Linked DNA regions of Ovis aries: region 1 is linked to region 2. Evidence: chromatin contacts called from public Hi-C data. All regions are on one chromosome and are shown on one strand. Each heading gives the region's core, a stretch centred on a gene start, on an enhancer-like site or on the middle of the called end of the contact. The rest is flanking DNA. Distances are from core to core; before and after follow the strand shown. Region 1 holds the start of RPA1 (replication protein A1). Region 2 holds the start of RILP (Rab interacting lysosomal protein).

The links. A called contact is a pair of places that touch in the nucleus more often than the background predicts.
Region 1: a contact with region 2 is called in a Hi-C map of skin fibroblasts, with 2.6 times the contacts expected there. The contact joins the promoter of RPA1 here to the promoter of RILP in region 2. A contact is called at or near these places in 2 of 16 Hi-C or Micro-C datasets (muscle and skin fibroblasts).

What each region holds. Positions count from the first base shown.
Region 1 is chr11:22,788,490-22,793,457 of ARS-UI_Ramb_v3.0, forward strand. RPA1 (replication protein A1) reads left to right here and starts at 2,225. Exons shown (of 17, transcript NM_001161889.1): 1 at 2,225-2,257. The coding sequence starts at 2,225. SMYD4 (SET and MYND domain containing 4) reads right to left here and starts at 1,925. Exons shown (of 11, transcript XM_012185460.4): 1 at 1,732-1,925; 2 at 774-919. The coding sequence starts at 907.
Region 2 is chr11:22,644,057-22,649,370 of ARS-UI_Ramb_v3.0, forward strand. It overlaps RILP (Rab interacting lysosomal protein), which reads right to left and starts at 3,368. Exons shown (of 9, transcript XM_027975145.3): 1 at 3,080-3,368; 2 at 2,913-3,006; 3 at 2,718-2,824; 4 at 2,384-2,629; 5 at 1,971-2,116; 6 at 1,464-1,586; 7 at 731-820; 8 at 393-479; 9 at 1-361. The coding sequence starts at 3,307. The coding sequence ends at 253. It overlaps PRPF8 (pre-mRNA processing factor 8), which reads right to left. Exons shown (of 43, transcript XM_060395315.1): 40 at 5,137-5,277; 41 at 4,873-5,012; 42 at 4,568-4,770; 43 at 4,060-4,394. The coding sequence ends at 4,240.

The DNA of each region.
Region 1 (4,968 bases), core at 975-3,474, 140 kb after region 2:
GAGACACCAGGGAAGCCCCTTTGTCTATTTTTTAAAATGATGTGCTTTTGGTTTACTAAGCACCTGGCACAGTAGCTGGCATGAAACAGATGTTCTCATAATTCACTGAACGAGGTTCTGGGAAGTTGTTTCGGTTTCTCGTACACATGTGTGTACTAGGTCGTGATGTACAATATGTTTCTTGTTGAAGAGTGTAGTCAAGAGTGTTTGAAAACTACTTAGGTTAGACCATATGACCTCCATGGTTCTTTCCAAATAGAATTTTTAAATTTCTATGTGCAGCCACTGAATCTGCACCATATCCTTTGGGATATGGCAAGGTGTACAGCCTAGTGACTACCACAAGGCATGACTACTTGGCCTTGAGTCAGCATGCCTGCTGACACTGACAAAGCTAACGAGCATCCATCCACCTGCCAACGCAGAAGACTCAAGAGACACAGGTTCAATCCCTGGTCGGGAAGATCCCCTGGAGAAGGGAATGGCAACCTGCTTCAGTATTCTTGCCTGTAAAATCCAGCGGACAAAGGAGCCTGGCAGGCTACAGTCCAAGGGGTCGCAGAGAGTCTGACATGACTGGGCATACACATACCTGTTCTATTGATGTAATAGGTTAGAAAGCACTGTGGAAATATCAAGAACTGTTGAATGCCCCAAAAGAGAAAAATCTGCACTTAACTCTTCCATCAGAAAAAGATACAATCTGAGAGGAAATCATAAAAAGAACACTTCCCAGATCAAAACTTCCCTGACTGAAGCTTTCATTCACTTACTGAAGAAGTGCAGATGAGTGAAGAAAGAGATCATTCAAAGTCTCTGCTGTAGAAATGGTGACCTGAATGGACTTGGGGAGCAAAGACCACTTCTGAAGTACGTAGGATTTCCACTCATCCACGGGCAGATCCATGCTACTTCAGACCTAAAAAATGAATAAGAAAACAAGGAATTCAGTTTTCTACAAATGCATAATTCCAGAAAATCGATTTCATTCAAGCATGCACCACGAGGCCACAAAATCAGATCTTGTAGTCTCTTCCTACAGTTGTTTACATGCCAGGGAAGGATGTATCCTCTCCCGCACCAATTCACATCCCTTCATTCAGAAATTATTTACTGAAAACTGACTTTGTTCCTGGCATCGTACTAGGGAACGGTTATACAATGATGAATCAGATTTCTTACATAGTTCAGTTTTTTCTTTTCAATCCCGAGGTCCCTTCTTTAGTTCAAGCCCTCACCATTTCCTGTCTGGCATTCTTTCTCGAGTGTCATAATTAGTCTTCAGGCCCTCAGACTATCCCTCCCTGTTCCCCCTTCCCAATTTAGTCCATCCTCCATACTGAGACCGATGTCAATTCTCTGCCTTAAATTCACTGATGCTCCTCCTAGAACTTGGGGAAGCCCAGTACAAACCCTTTATCATTTGACCCCTGACCTACTTTCTGATCAAGTCTCGCTTTTTCCTCTATACCCTACTATCCGAATTTGCACACATCCTTCAAGACTCAGTTCAAATGGTTCCTACTCCGAGAAGCCTTCCCTGATTTTGGCACCTGTGACGACAGGCGCACACTTTGCGTCTCTCCTGGGACCCAAACCACGTCTACACTGAGTTAAGGCTACTCACAGCAGAAACTCCCTCGACATACTGTGCTCCCCTCTGGGAGTAGGGACCAGGTCTTATTTACCTTGAGAGACCCCCCCCACTGTGCCCAGTTCAGGGTCTGGCACCTGCGGGAGCTCAGCTCGGTGTTGCTGAAAGAAGCGAGTCACTGCTTCGACTACTTTCAGTAGCAGAATTATCAGGGAACCCCTCGAACACTCCTCTGGGCTAGCAGTCTATGGCTGCCCGCCGAAGGCCGAGCGCGGTACGTTTCCTAGAGCCCGCGGGGAAAGCTCCCGGAACCCCTCCGCCCTGCGCCCTTGGCGGCGCCCGCGTCACGGTTCGCGCGCCCCAGCGCTCGGCGCCCCGCCCCTAGGCCCCCGCCATCCCGCAACAAGGCTCGGGACCCGGACTCCGGTGGGTCACGTGAGCCGCGTGCCGCGCCTCAGCCAATGCGGCGGCTGCTTGGCCCTGAGACTGCCGCGTGCCGTGCGCACGTCGGGAGGCGGGGGCGGTTCACGCAGCTCCTCCGGCCAATCGCCTTGGAGCGCGCGGGTCCCCGGGAGTAAAGCCAGGCTTGTGTTGGGGGAGCCGGAGCGCGGGAGTTGTTGCAGCGGAACCATGGTGGGCCACCTGAGCGAGGGGGCCATTGCGGTGAGGCGACGCCTGCGAGCTGGGCGCGGTCCGGGGCGGCTGTGGGCCCTGGGGCCGTGCGGGTGGAGGAGGGGGAGAGAACACAGGAGCCGGAGTGATAGCGGGGGTTGGGTAGGAACCCCTGGATGACTCCCTAGAATCATCAGTTAACGCATTTTTATCGTCATCTTTTTCAACATGCTCATGTTTTTCCTGCTTCAGGAATTGAAACAAAGTAAACGATTGATCTTCCCCCATCTCTCTCCTGCAGCCACTCTTTCTTCTTCCCTTCCCCCATCCGCAGCGAAACTTTTTGCAAGAGTTGTTAGTTTTCAGTTCTTTTCCTCGCCTCGCATTCCCCTTTAACCGACTCGAATTAGTCACTCTCCTCCCTGATCGCTGTAACCCTGGCTGAAGTCAGCAGTGCCTCCTGGGGTTGTTAAGTCCAGCAGACACTTTGGAGATCTAAATCTGTCAGTTCTCAGCAGCGTTTGACTATCGGGCAAAGCTTTCTTCCGGTAGCATCCTCTTCTAAGACGGGAGAAAATCCGTCTTATTTTCAGCTTGGCTTGTCTTTCCCCGTCTTATTTTCAGATCCTTCTGTAAATTTTTGTTGACTCAAGGCTCAACCCTAGGCCCTCTTCTCCCAAAACAATAAAATTACCGTCTCTGTGTCAGTTGCTCACAAGTTTTTTTTTGTGCAGGGCCAGCTTTACTCTGAAAGACAAACCTCTGTCATCTGTGTACTTGATAATCTCAAAGACATTTTAAATTCAACATGTTCCAAAGAAAATCTAATATCTTCCTAAATTTGGGCCTCTGCTGTCACCTGTCTGGATGCATGGCACCATTATTCATTAAGTTATGCCAGCTAGAAATTGTGGAATCATTCTTCCTTTAAACTCTCACCCTGGCTGTCACCCTACGTAAGTTTGGTCTGTTATGCCTTCACCCATGTCTCTTAAATCCAGCTACTTCTCTCCAGGCACCATTGTTTGTGCCTGGCCTTCTTCCTTTAACCCAGCATAATCTTCCTCCTGCCATTCCCAACACGGCATATTCCTACCTGTTCTTTCCTTTTTTTCAGCTTTTTAAAATGTAAATTGTAAATTCCTGGTATATTTCATACTCCTGCCTTCCGCAGGGGCTTTGAACATTCTTTAACCTGTGCCTACTGCCTGGGTGGTGCTTTTTTAAAAAAATTATTGTCATTAAATTTTTTATTTTGTATTGGAGTGTAGCCAATTAACAACGGGGTGTTCTTCATTCTTCTCCTGTTGACTAACATAATCTTCAAGTCTCCACTCAGTTACTTCCTCAAAGAACTCTTCCTTGACTCAGTTTGCTAGGCTTAAGTCCTTTTATTTTCCGACCCTAATTCCTGCTTGTTCACCTATTATCTGTGATTTCAGGCAAGATATTAAACTTTGTCTTTCCTCTTCTGTCACAGGCTAATCATACCTAGTACCTGTTGCCTGTGATTAGTGGAGGGATTAAATGAGCTATTAATTTAAAGTGCTTAGTCCATGTCTGATACATAATATATGTGCATTACTTGTTACCTGTTATTAACAGTTGCAGATATGATTTTACATTAAATATTGTTCATTTCATTAATGTCAGTTCCTTTCTCTCACCCCCCCGACTGGATTGTAAATGCTCTGAAGCCTGAAATCTTGTCTGATTTTTTTTTTTGCCCAACACAGTCTCCCCGATTCCTGGAGCAGTGCTAGCAGGTATTAGGTGCCCAATAAATGTTTACTACTTGCGTGTGAGGCAGTGAAAAGAAAGGGACAGAGCTGGATGGAGAGGCACAGTTGGCAAAGCGGAGTGAATATTTTATTTTATTTTTTATTTTTTTTGGCAAAGCGGAGTGAATATTTTAATACATTAAAAATAATTAACCTTTAGAAGTGATTGCAAACTGTAGTCCTTGTCTCCTTTATAGCTGCAACCTTGCATCTTTAAGACAAATTAGGAGTTCTTTACTTTTAAATTAAAACAGTGACTAAGGTATTATTTAAATAATTTGCTGAGTTTTTGTCACATTCAAAATTGTAGTATTACTTAGATCTTGTTCATAAATGACAATGAAAATTTATGTGTGTGTTTTGGTAGAGAACCATTGTCAAATTTCTCATCTAAAGCAAGTAATATTTTAGTTCAAAAGACATAGACCCCCCCCCCCACAAAGGGCAAGCAACTAACGCACACAAATAGTAGGGACATTTTCAGCAAGAGCTAACATAAGAGATTATTCATGGAACTATTGTGGTAAATAGAACAAATAGTATTTCTGTCTTAAGTAATTAGGTAATACAAAGAGAGGGGAAGGGAACTAATATTTTTTATCATTTCCAATGTGCCAGATATTTCATTATAGTCAGTACTTACAGTAACCCTGTAAGGTAGATTTTTATCATTAACCCCATCTTACAGACGAAGAAATTAAAATACAGAGAATTAGTTTGTGCACGAGCTGAGGATTTGAACACATACTTTTGAGCATTACCTTCTGTTGCTTTGTATTTTTTTTCCTTACAGTTTTATGGAGATGTAATTGATACCGCACTGTGTACGTTTAAAGTGTACGGCATAATGATCTGACTCACATCGTGAAACTGTTACCACAATCAGTTTAGTGAACACCTGTCACCACACACACATGCAAAAGGAAAAATAGTATTTTTTTCCTTGCCATGAGGGCTCTTAGGACTTACTCTCTGAACAAC
Region 2 (5,314 bases), core at 2,118-4,617:
AGGATGGACATGAGTTTGGACATGTCCATGACTCGATGGACATGAATTTGAGTAAACTCCAGGATGGACAGAGAGGCCTGGTGTGCTGCAGTCCATGGGGTTGCAAAGAGTCAGTCACCACTGAGCGACTGAACTGAACTGATAGGAAAGAAAGTAGGCTGAGCTCCTATCAGACTCGGACCAGGATTAGAGAAGAGCCAGGGAGGAGGGCAGGGAAGGAGGGAGCCTGGTCCTTTGAGGTCACACATCCAACTACAGACAGACTCCAAAGTCAGGCCTCTGGGGCAGCTGAGACCCCAGACAAAGATGTTCATTGAGAGCACAGCAGGACCCGTCAGGAGTTGGGGGCTGTCGGGCTGCCCACTGGTTCCAGGTGGGGTAGCTGCGGGGTCTCCTCTCCTCCCTGTAGCTGGCTGGGAGCCACACTGCTGGTCTCAGTCCCAGGGGCCTCTGTTTCACCCCGATACCACTGGCCAAAGCTGGGGGGAAAGCCAAGAGGTGCTTTGAGCCTGGCTGCCAGGGAGGTCAAGTACAGGGGCTGAGGGGAGCAGGGGGTGCTGCAAAAAGGGGACCCAGAGCAAGAAAGGGCAGCACGAGGCAGGGGACGGTAAAGGGGCCACCAGGGGAGCAGGAGGGTACGGGCATGCTGCTCGCTTAGGGCAGCAGGAGGGAAGGTGGGCCCCTCCACCCTCCACCCCCACCACATTTGTCCTTCCCTTCCTCAACATACAAACTCCGTATTCTGGACTCAGGGGCTGGGGGTTCAGAATGGTCTCCCTTATCGCTGGAGAGCAGGAGCCATGAGCCATCATCATCGTCACTGAGGCGGAGAAGAGCAAAGAGAGGAGAGGAGACGTGAGGGTCCTTTATCAAGGCCCTGAGGGCCAAGGGGAGTCCACTACGTTCAGCCTTCTGTGCAGCCCCCAGGAGCAGGAAGGGGAGGACAGAGCGACTTTGGGGCCCGCAAAGCTGGAGTGAAGGAAACTGGATCACTCTGCTGTGCGCCTGAAACTGTCACGCAACACTGTTAATCCACGATACGCCGACATAAAATAAAAAGTTAAAAAAGAAACTGGAGAGAAGGGAAATCTGGGGAGACAGAGGACATCTTAGGGCTTTCATTTTCTAGCCAGATACATGGCAGGCCGTGGACAGGGCCTGCAGCTACAGCCTTACCTTCACCTGCCTGGGAACAAGCAGATGCAGCCAAGACAAGAAACCAAAGAAACTGAAACCGACTGTGGAGAAGCAGAGTCAGGATGCGCAGCGAGCAGGGCAGGCGGGAGCAGCCGTGACCCAGCGAGAAGGCGGTGGGCTCAGCACGGCAGGCTTGTGGGTGGGCGGGGGGGTGACCAGGCCAGGTTAGCAGGTTCCAGAGGTGGCTAAGCTAGGTGACAAGCGCAGTCTGAGGCAATGGGTTCAGAAGGTGACCAGGCTCAGTGGGAATGGAGGCCGGGACTTACCTGCTCTCTGCTTCCTCTGGAGTCCCTAACATTTTGGCCTTGATCTTCTTCCGCTGCTTCTTGACAGCTACCTTCATGGCTCCGAGCAGAAGCCCAGGGACCCGGTGGGCTGTCAGCAGCTCCCTACAGAGGAGGAGGAAGGGCAGAGACAAAGCAGTGGGGATACTAAGAATAGGTCTAGACTCAAGTACCTGTGCATGTTGTTTCCCCTTTTGGGAACACTCTGCCTTGCTAACCCCTCTGCCCCTAAGCTTAGGTGTCACCCCTCCTGGGAGTACTTCCTTGACAGCCGCTGCTGCTGACCCTCAGCACTGGCCCTCCCCGGTATGAAAGAAGATCCAGGAGGGCAGGGACTATGTGACTCCCGTCCTCCAGTGCCCAGCATGGTGCCTGGCACACGACACCATAGATGTATCAACCACTCAAAGAATGAGGCGGGTGAACCGAGGCCAGGGAACAGGTGCGCCTGGCGCCCCCGAGCCTCTGGGCCCTGCCTGGCGCCCTCACCGCTGGAAGTAGGCCAGCTCCTCCTTCAGCAGGAACAAGTTGGCTTTGAGCTCATTCCGCTCCTGAAGGATCTGCTGAACCTCCTCTCGACTGAAGCCGCACTGCCCTGCCTTGGCGGGGAGCCCTGGCGGCAGCGGGGCATCCGCCTGTGGAAGGACAGGCTTGGTCAGTGGCGCCTAGGTTGGACAGGGACGCCTTGGGCAGTGGGCACCTCGGTTGGGCAGGGAGCCTTGGGAGGCCAGGGCGCTACCATGGGTGCCAGGCCGGGGCTCTGGCTGAGTAGGGGAGGAGGCCGGCTGGTGGCGCACACTCGTAACCACCTTCTAGCTAGCCTGTTGGCCCTGCCACGCAGTACGGCAAAACTTTCCCGAGTGCCCACCGAGAGCCGGACCGTTCCCTCATAGGGCACTCACCGGGTCCTCGGGGGTCCCCGGGGCTCTTGTGCCCGCGGTCGCCCGCTCGGACTCCCGCCTCTGCTCGCACTCGGGTCCAGCGGCCTGGCCCTGAACCGGTTCTGGAGGCGGCTCCACGGCCGCTTCGCGCCGCTGCTCTCGTTCGCTCTCGCGGTCCCGCGCAGCGCGTAGCTGGGTTTGTACCGCGGCCAATTTCTGCCGCAACTCCGCATTCACCAGCAGGAGGCGCTGCAGCTGCTCCTGCAACTGTGGGCGGAGCCAAGGGGCTGGTGGGCGGGGCACCTGAGGGCCGGCAGGGTCCCGCCCCCGGCACGTCGCCCCGCCCCGCCCTCACCGCCTCGGTCTCCTGGCTTCGCTGCAGCAGGTCGCGGTTGTACGCCCGGAGTTCGTCCCGCTGGCGGTCGGTCACCTCCTTGAGCTGCCGCAGCAGAGCGCGCTCCTCTGAGGAAGGGGCGTTCTCAGCGGCGGGCCCGCGAGAGGGGGAGCCCTGCGCCGCCCCGACCACGGAGCCCTGCAAGCCCGCACTCACCCTGTGGTCCAGAGCGCAGCTCTCTGCGGAGGCGCTCGTTCTCCTCTCGCAGCCGCCGCAGCTCGAGTTCCGCCTGCTGTGCGGATACCTGCAGCTGGGAAGGCCGCGCTGTTAGGCCAGCCCCCGCTGGCCCAGGCGGGCGGCTGGGGAAGGGCGCCATGACTTACCGAGTCCGGGGCGGGCCCCACGGCAGCCTTTTCCAGGAGCTCCAGCGCCTGCACCACCAGCGGAACGAGTCCGGCTGCGGCCTCCGGCCCGAAGCGGCGCGCCAGCTCCTGCAGCTCAGCGCCCAGGGCCCCCGCTAGGTGGTACACGAGCTCCGCGGCCGTCCCCGATCCCGCGGCCACCCGAGGCCCGGAGCCATGCGCCCCAGGCGCCGCCCTTCTGGGCTCCATGTCCCCCGAAGGCGACCAGGGCTGCGACACCCTCCTCCCCCAACTGAGGCAGGAAAAAGCCAATCAGTCCTGGCCCAGGAAGCGGCTTAGGACAGTAGAGGGCGGGGTAGAAGCGACAAGGGAGGAGCGATTCAGGGAAAAGGCTGTAAGAGTCTCAGGGCCCTGTTAAAGCCCCCAAGGTCACAGGAAGTAGGACATTCCAGCCAGGCGTCCAGGAGCTGAGGCCCAGGGCTGTAAGTGGTCACTTTCGTCAAGCCCTCCCCAGTGTCCACACCAGGCTCCACCCCTGTGTCTAGAGTCATGGGGCCTGACTTGGCTGCCAACTCTCCAGCCCAGAGGTGAGAGGTAGGCGGGCTGTCACTGACCTCAGCCAGCGGCAGCCAACTGTCCAGCCGTGTGCCTATTTCCAGGACAGGCTGAGAGTGACACAAAGCTTAAGGGGCTAAGCTGGGCTCTGCAGCTACAGAGAACAAGCCAGGAGCTTCTACACTCAAAATAGTGACTGCTCCAAGAGATGCTGAAAAGCGGTGAGCGTTTACAAGTATTTGGGGTAAAACTGGCAAATGTGGTCATAGCAGCAGGGGTGTGAAAGCCCAACTTCCCTTCAGCTCACTGAGCTTAGAGGATATTTATCCCCACAGCTCCAAACAGGGGGACTCAAGGCTCAGTCCAGCAGCTTGCAGAGAACATGTCTGGCTTCTGCCATCCCTACATCCAGAATCTGAGCTCAGGGGAAAAAAAGCTTCAAAACCTCCTATTTATACAAAATTTATTATTATACTTTTTCACAATTACAAGTCACCAGGAGGTCAACAACATCACAAGCACAGAAGAGAGAAGAAGGGGCCAAGCTGCTGAATGTCACCAGCTTGTCTGTGGGGCCACAGGCTCTAGCCTTGACCAGAAGGCTGGAGCAAGAGGTGAGGAGACGACTACGCATAGAGGTCCTCTCGGTCCGCAGAGTAGACCTCGCCCTCCTGCAGGAGAGCGAAGTTGAGGAAGTGGGAGGGCCGGTGCACCTCGTGGTAGAACTCTTTGGGATTTGCCAGCTGCAGCTCGTACTTCATGTTGGGATCATGCCGGACACCTTGGAGGAGAAGGAAGAGGCCAACGTTGGCAAGGTCCACCTGCCTCACCCAGCCTGGGTCCCTGGGCCATCTCTAAACCAGAATCTGGGCCCAAGTGCTAAGGGCGGTGGCCTAACCTCATCCCCACTTTCCTGTGCACCCCTGCCCTCAGCCCACACCCTGCCCCACGCACCCATGAAGTTGTAGTTCCATGAGGACTGGGCAGGGACCATAAAGAAGCCAAGGAAACGGTCTGACAATAGCATCTGGACCCTCTCGTAGTGCGAGGGTAGGTAGCCTTTGGGGTTGTTGCCCTTGTCTGTGTTCTGGCGGCCCCATTCATAGCCACTGGGGGTCAGCTTGTAGGCTGTCAGGGTGCAGGAGCCTGGTGTGAAGCTGGAAGAGAAATGAGGACAGAGTCAGAGCTCAGGCCACCATTCTGGGCCCTGGCCCACAATGCCTCCCATCACCCTTCCTCCCAAGGGGGCTCAAGCCCACCTGCAGGTGATGATAATGGTCTTCTCGCCATCCCAAGATGGGTTGTCAGCCATGATCTTAGCATGGGTGGTGACATCCTGGGGTGACAGCTGGGGAGACTCGTTGGGCTGAGTATGGATCCAACCTAAGGGTTCCATCTCCTATAGGAAGAGTAGTGGAAAGCTCTTTAGGGCCCAGAAATCCCACCCATGAGAGTAAAACCTCTGCCTTCCCTCCACCACCCTGAGAGCAGGATGCCGCAGCTCTCCCACTTCCTCCACTAACCTTGAGGTACTCATGCTGGGGCAGCTGGCCAGGCAGGTGCACAGTCTGGTGAGTGCCCCACTGTGGTACCATCACGATGCAGCGGATCTCCTTCACCTGGGGGTTATCTGGTGGGCTCACCCCATACAGGTATCCTGCAATCTGGAGACAAGGGGGTCAGAAACCAAAGAGATTCTTA